Linked DNA regions of Sus scrofa: region 2 is linked to region 1. A link is a contact called in public Hi-C data. All regions are on one chromosome and are shown on one strand. Each heading gives the region's core, a stretch centred on a gene start, on an enhancer-like site or on the middle of the called end of the contact. The rest is flanking DNA. Distances are from core to core; before and after follow the strand shown. Region 1 holds the start of SLC22A8 (solute carrier family 22 member 8). Region 2 holds the start of CHRM1 (cholinergic receptor muscarinic 1).

Evidence for each region. A called contact is a pair of places that touch in the nucleus more often than the background predicts.
Region 2: a contact with region 1 is called in a Hi-C map of epiblast stem cells, with 2.4 times the contacts expected there. The contact joins the promoter of CHRM1 here to the promoter of SLC22A8 in region 1. A contact is called at or near these places in 2 of 47 Hi-C or Micro-C datasets (brain and epiblast stem cells).

Annotation. Positions count from the first base shown.
Region 1 is chr2:8,781,350-8,784,555 of Sscrofa11.1, reverse strand. It overlaps SLC22A8 (solute carrier family 22 member 8), which reads right to left and starts at 1,772. Exons shown (of 10, transcript NM_214455.1): 1 at 1,437-1,772. The coding sequence starts at 1,772.
Region 2 is chr2:8,857,128-8,860,400 of Sscrofa11.1, reverse strand. CHRM1 (cholinergic receptor muscarinic 1) reads right to left here and starts at 1,636. Exons shown (of 5, transcript NM_214034.1): 1 at 1,542-1,636; 2 at 770-936; 3 at 233-325.

The DNA of each region.
Region 1 (3,206 bases), core at 523-3,022:
TCCTATTTATAAAGAACTTAGTGCCTGCATGTACTAAATGCTTTATATGCAAATAAATACTCATTAAACAAAGGAATGACAATCATAAACATACAAAATCCTGGATTCAAATCTTTCCGCTGCCAGGTCCTCAGCGTGTGTAATCCTGGGAAAGTTGTGGAACTAGGCTGAGCCTCAGTTTCCTTGTCTGTGAATTGAAGGTACTGACAATACTTTCCTCACTGAGATGCCACTTGCCAGGGTTCCAAGAGCCCATGCTCATCATGTGCCCAGAGAGGACTGGCCCTGGGTAAAGACTCTGAAATGCATCTTTTCTAAAGAGGCAAAAGCAACATCCTGCCTTTGAGGGGCTCATGGTCCCCCATGTAAAGCATGAAAACAAACCCTGGCTTCCGCTCACCACTCAGACGCCACCTCCTCCAGGAAGCCTCCCTGGAATCCCATGGCTCCTCCCTCTTTTGTCCTACCATAAATGCTTGACCCCGGTGCCCCACATGGGCTTTCGCTTTAAATTCCAGCCTCCAAACTGACAGCTGGGTGGTACTGGACCATCCCTTCCCTTCTCTGAGTCTTAGTTTTTTTTTTTTTTTTTGGTGATCTGTAAAAGGAGATCAAATCACCTTCAACAGGATATCATTGTGGGGATCAAACTGCGGGAGACAAGGTCGGCCAAACTCCAAGGTGTGCCTGGCCATTTGTGGGTCCTCAATAAATGTCAGTTCCCGTTTTCCTCTTTTCATCTGACCCCAGCGAGGTCTCCAGATCATTCAGGAACCTGCTTTAACTCTGTAACTCCTGGCAGGTCAAAGGATTAGCAAACAAAGGAGCCCGGGAATGAGGGGGCGGTGAACACAGGAGTGGCTCGGGAAGAGATGTTTCTGGATCTGCTTCGGCATGTCCCAACACTCCCCTCTGTCTGTGCACCCTCCCACCTTGAGGCCTTTGCGCAAGATGGAATTTCCCTCCTCTCCTCCGCTGCCTGGACAACACTTACTGGACCTTCCTATCTCAGCCCAGGGTCACTTCTTTAAGGAGGCTTCCCACCCCGCCCCTGCCCACAGCTCAGGGGTGACCTGTGAGTCCAAGGCCCCAGCCCTCAGTACTTGGAAGTTGTAATTTGACACGTCTTAGTGTGGTACTCTCACTAATTGATGTGACCCCCGCTGGGCTGTGGACCCCATGGGGACAGGAGTGGAACATTTTTGTAACCCCGGAGCTTGGCACTGCACCTGCCATAGAATGGGCTGTTTGTGGGGAAAAGGTTGTACCCTGAACGTGAAGGAAGGAACCTTTTGGGTGGAAGCCCCTCGTCCTTCCTCTTTGCCTGCCCCGCGCCCTGTCCCCGGTCCTAGGGATACCAGCCCCCCAGCCTGGTCGCCTGTCCACGCGTGGGGGAGCTCGCGGGAAGCGCAGGGAGGGGTGGCCTCCGGGCGTACCTCAGTCACAATGGAATCCCTGTCGACGATGTTGTAGATCCAGCCATCGAGGCAGGGCTCGGTGGCCCCCCGGGTGTCATTGGGCAGGCTGGCGTTGGGCGGATATACGAAACGGAGGCACGTCTCGGGCTTCCCGTTCAGACCCGTGGGGAGCACCCAGGGCCCTGCGGAGGCGTTGGGTGGCGGGCGACAGTGGTGGGCGGGGGTGGGCGCTGTGAAGATCTGTAGCAGGTTGTGGTTGGCCATGCCGAGGATCGGGAGGCCTAGCAGGACCGTGTGTAGGAGCTGGAAGGGCCCCTTGCTGCCCACGCGGTCCACGAGCTCGGCGAAGGTCATGGTGCCGGGCAAGATGAGCCAGAGCTGCGGGCGGGGCACCAGGCCGGGGAGACGGGGGGCAGGTGGATGGGGGTGGAGGCACAAGGGGGAGGGTGTGCCCAGGTGTGTGTGTGAGCTCGAGGGTCTGTATGAAGGTGTGAGGATGGGGGCTTCAGCTGTGCGTACCTGCAGATTTATGGCAGGAGGATGCACCCGACGGCCTGTACAGAAGTGGGGTCATAGGTGTGGTGTGTGGCCAGGTGTGTGTCCAGAGGGGTGTCTGGGGGGATGTGCGCTTTTAGCCTGGAGTGTAGGGGCCCGGCTGCGTGAGCTCGGGCGTGTGGCTGTATGTGTGCGAGCGGGGACTTGTGGGTGCGCAGATATATGTGTTCAGCCAGGCTGATCACACACAGGCTGCAGGCATGGGGTCGTGCAGACCACACAGCTGGGACCAAGGGACCCTATCTTGGAAGTCTCCCCAAGCCTGTGCTGGCTTTTGGCTGTCCCCTGGGGCAGCAGAAATGCCCCAAGTAGGTTCCGGAGGGCATAAGAGACTTGGCCAGCTGCGCTGTGGAAGCAGGGTCTGGCCTTGGGGTCTTCCCAGGGGTCCCTGGGGACTGGGGCTGGGGGGGCTGTGTCCTTTCTCACCTGGTGGCTGGGCCTGGCTGCCTCCGGTGGGGCTGGTGGTCGATGTGGCTGGAACCCTTGCTCAAGTCCCAGGGTCCGGCAGCTGCTCTAGTTTGGCAGCTCAGCTCCAACAAGCTGTGTTTGTGCCTTCCCCAGGAGGGCTTATATAAGGAATAAGCTGTTTCCCGGGCTAATGTTTGACTTTCTTTGGGGATTAATGACACCGGCAGGGAAATTGCTGTGGACCCACTAAGCCCAGCTTTCCTCAAAGGGCTGCCTCAGCAAAGGCTGGGGTGGGGGGACAGAGGGCTAGGGGCTCTGGGCAGGCGTCTGGGGCGGGGGCAGGGGGGCTGGTTTGAGTCCTGAGGGCCCAGGATCCTCTCTGAGCTGCAAATAGCTGGTGACTGCTGCCCATGAGCGGGCAAGACCCACCCCAGGGCACCAACTCCCCTGCCTGGTGCCTCTTGTCTCCTGGGAAATGTCACCTGCAACTGTTCCTGAGGGCTCGGGGCTGTCCCCTGCTGGTCCCTGGGGCAGCCAGGGCTCCCTTATCTGAGTCTCGGACCCAAGGGAATACCTCCTTCCATCTCCACACTCAATGGACCATTTTTTTGTCTCATCAGCTGCTTCCCTTTAAAGACAAATCGCCATATGATATCACCTATATCTGGATTCTGATATATGGCGCAAATGAACCTTTCCTCAGAAAAGAAAATCATGGACTCGGAGAACAGACTTCAGGGGTTGCCAAGGGGGAGGGGGAAGGAGTGGGAGTTTGAGGTCGATAGATGCAAACTATTGCCTTTGGAGTGGATAAGCAATGGGATC
Region 2 (3,273 bases), core at 387-2,886, 76 kb before region 1:
GGATGGGCACTTGGCATGGGTGCCCATCAGTATCCATGCATTACCTGGTCATGGGACTGAGACCTGTCCTGCGGGAGCCCAAGGTACTCTGGACATGGGAAGGCCCCTCTGGGCCCCTGTACTCATCAGGACCACATTCCCTGGCCAGCATGGTCGTCCGTGTGTCCACGACCCTCTGAGAGCCCTGGAGCTCTTGGCCTGGTCTCCTGCTGGCTCCTGGCCCAGCACCCACCTTGGCATCCGGCTTGTCCATCTGGCCAGCCGCCTGGCTCAGTCCATCTTGGAGGGTCTGGAGGTGGATGGGGCTGGTGGAATTCAGGGTTCCCTGAGGGAGGAGAGGAGGAGGTTTTGGGACTGGCACCCCAATTAGGGGTGGTGGTGAAACTCCCAGAGGATCCTGGTGGCACTGGCTATCCTTTGCCCCCCCCCGCCGTTAGTGGGATTTGGGGGCTCTGCCTGCTACATGGCAGCCTCACCCCTTCTTGGCTCCAGGTGCAGTTTCCTAAGGGGGTCTCCATCTCCTTTGCCAGCTGAACCCCAGAAAAATATTAGGTGTATCTGCTCAAAGCCAGGAGACGGGGTATTTGGAGCAGCCAGTGTCCAATGCTACAGAGCCCCCTTGGTCTCTAGACCGCCCCCCCGCCCCCTCCTCTCTCTGGGGTCCATCCCCATTTCCTTCTAGTCCAGGTCCCTGTCTAGCTCTCAGGATCCTGCTTCTCCTGCTCCCACCTCGGTGGAGCCCCTCCCAGTTCCTCCCAGGGATACTCACCATGGGGCTGGAGAGGGGTCTGGAGGGTCGGCAGCCCCACTGCCTCTCCGGGGCTGATGGCGTCTCCAGGGACCCAAACACCTGGCTCCTGGGGGGAGCTGCGCCCTGTGCTGGCAGCCGGAGAGGCACAGCCAGTGATTGGCATGTCCCACCCCTGGCACGCCAGCCTGGGGGTGGGGGGGAGGGAGGAAGAGAAAGAGAGGGAGGGAGGAAAGAGAGGAAAGGAAGGGAGGGGGAGCTGGAGGGAAGCCTCAGGCAATGTCCGAGGTTGGACCGGGTCCTGGAGCTTGCCCTCCTCCTCCACCAGGGCACCCCATTTGCGCCCTGAGAGAGAGGGGGTAGGACATGAGAAAGATGAGCCCAGGAAGGCTAAAAGTCCAGAACGGGAGAGAAGGCGGATACAGGGAGACAAACACCCACACCCAATGCACACAGACTCAGCGGCACACACACACACACACACACACACACACACACACACACACAGGCACACTGTTTCCCGGGGCTCCTTCCCCCACCCAACCTTAGAGCCCCCAGCCCGTGAGCACCATGCCCTGCCACACACGCACTCCCCGGCATTCACATGCCTGTTTTTTCCCTCGCACACACGCCCTGCCCCCTGCACATGCCCACGCGCCCACCCACCCAACCCCACACCCTGCTCTTCCTCTCTGCTGGGAAGGAGCTCGATTTCTTCTGTTTGGAAATGACACATTGGGCCTCACGTGAGAGGCTCCAACTTGGAACAGACCCAGAGGGCTGGCGCACCCACCCCGGGGCTGAGCAGACGAGCCCCGCGTGCTGGGCTGTGCGCTGTCTTCTGTTCCTGCTGCACAGCCTGGTCGGTGCCTGGTTTGCGGGGATGAGTGGGGGGCTGTGTGCCTGCTCCACGCATTGCTGAGCGTCCCGCACACGTGTGTCCCTGAGTACGCATATCACCGTGCAGCCTGTAGATGCAGGTGTCGCCCTGTCGGTCTGGAGCCAGGACGCGTGTATCTGTATTCGCTGTGTGTCTAAGTGTTGCCCAATCGTGGAACTTGCTAATTCTGACAAGTGAGGCAAGCCTCTACCTCCCTGCCTGTTCCACCCCCAGCTTCCACTTGGAAGACAGACAGACAGGCAGACAGACAGCTCTCCTCCCAGCTTGTCAAATTCTGTCTCTCCTGACTCCCACTCAGGGCGCACAGGTGTGCACCTGGGAAGTGCCAAGCCTGCTCTTCCTCCCCACCTCCCTTAGCCCAGCTGCTTGGCCAGCATCCTACTCCCCCAGGCCGGTTTGAATTTCTGTGTCCTCAGAGACAGAACCCCGGGGGGCCTTTTGCCTTAGAGACCTGAGTCCTGCACCGCCCTCACCTGGCCCTAGAGACCTCCTGGGGAGCTGGCCACAGAGGGCAGAGATGGGGAGGCCACTGCTGGGCTGCTGGGTCCTTTGCTAAAGTCCTAGGGTGGAAGGTAGGCAGAACCAGGACCATCTATGAATCCACACTATATAGATGAGAAAACCCAGGAGCAGAGGGATGCTTAAAATGTGCTGGGCAAGTGGTTGGACTCAGGTCCCGTGGCTCTAAGCCCATGGCTCTGGAATGGGGCAGGGGGTTGGAACCAGCCCCACCACTCGCTCCTCGCTCCTCTTCCCTGGGAACACCCCTTTTCAATCCTAATGCCTGAGGGCAACCTGGGCTTCCTCAGGCTGGAGCCCAGGTGCTGATGGAGCCAGGTGGAGCAGAAACTGGAGTCCCTGGGGCGTGGCCAGCAGCCATCATGCCGCTGGTGGGCACACGTGGCAGGTACATGTGGGGGCATCTCTGCTTCAGGAAGCCAGCAGAGGCTAGAGCAAGCACCCACTCCACCTCCCCACTGAAGTCCAGGACATCCTGCCGCTTGGAGAGGAATCTGAGCAACCCCTCCCGGGCTGGGGTCGATAAGCGGGTCAGAACTCGACCAGTCCCTGCCCGTGGGCACGGACTCTGGCTGCCCCCTGCTGGGCTGTGCTCGGTTTGCGGCGTGCGGCTTGTGCGCGCGGTGCGGCTGCGTGTACTTGTGCGCGTACACGTGGCTGAGTGTGGGGGTGTTAGGTCTCCACGCTCAACATCCATTTCCGAGTCTGAATCAGGCTCTCTCTTTAACCCCCTCCCCCCAGGCTCCTTGGTCTCCCTTTTCTCTTCTCCCACCGCCTCTGCACACGTCCCTTTAGAAATAAAAACACTTATTTTGTAGGCGGGAGAGGAGGGTGTCCAGCTTTCCCTTGCCTCCTCTTGAGTGTCCCTCTCTGTCCCAAAAGGTTTGTTTGCTCCTTAAGTCCCTGCAGCTGCGGAAACAGGGGGATGACGCCCCCGGCGGCCCCCCCCCCCAATTTTATGACTCTTCTCGGTTCAGACTTGGCTGGGTCCCTTTACCAGATGGGGAAACTGAGGCAGGAAAGGAGAAGGGAGGTAGGGCCAGAAGCAGCTCTCCCGCCCGGCTCTCTCACCGCCCCCGCACCCGAGCCGGATTTAGCCGCAGGG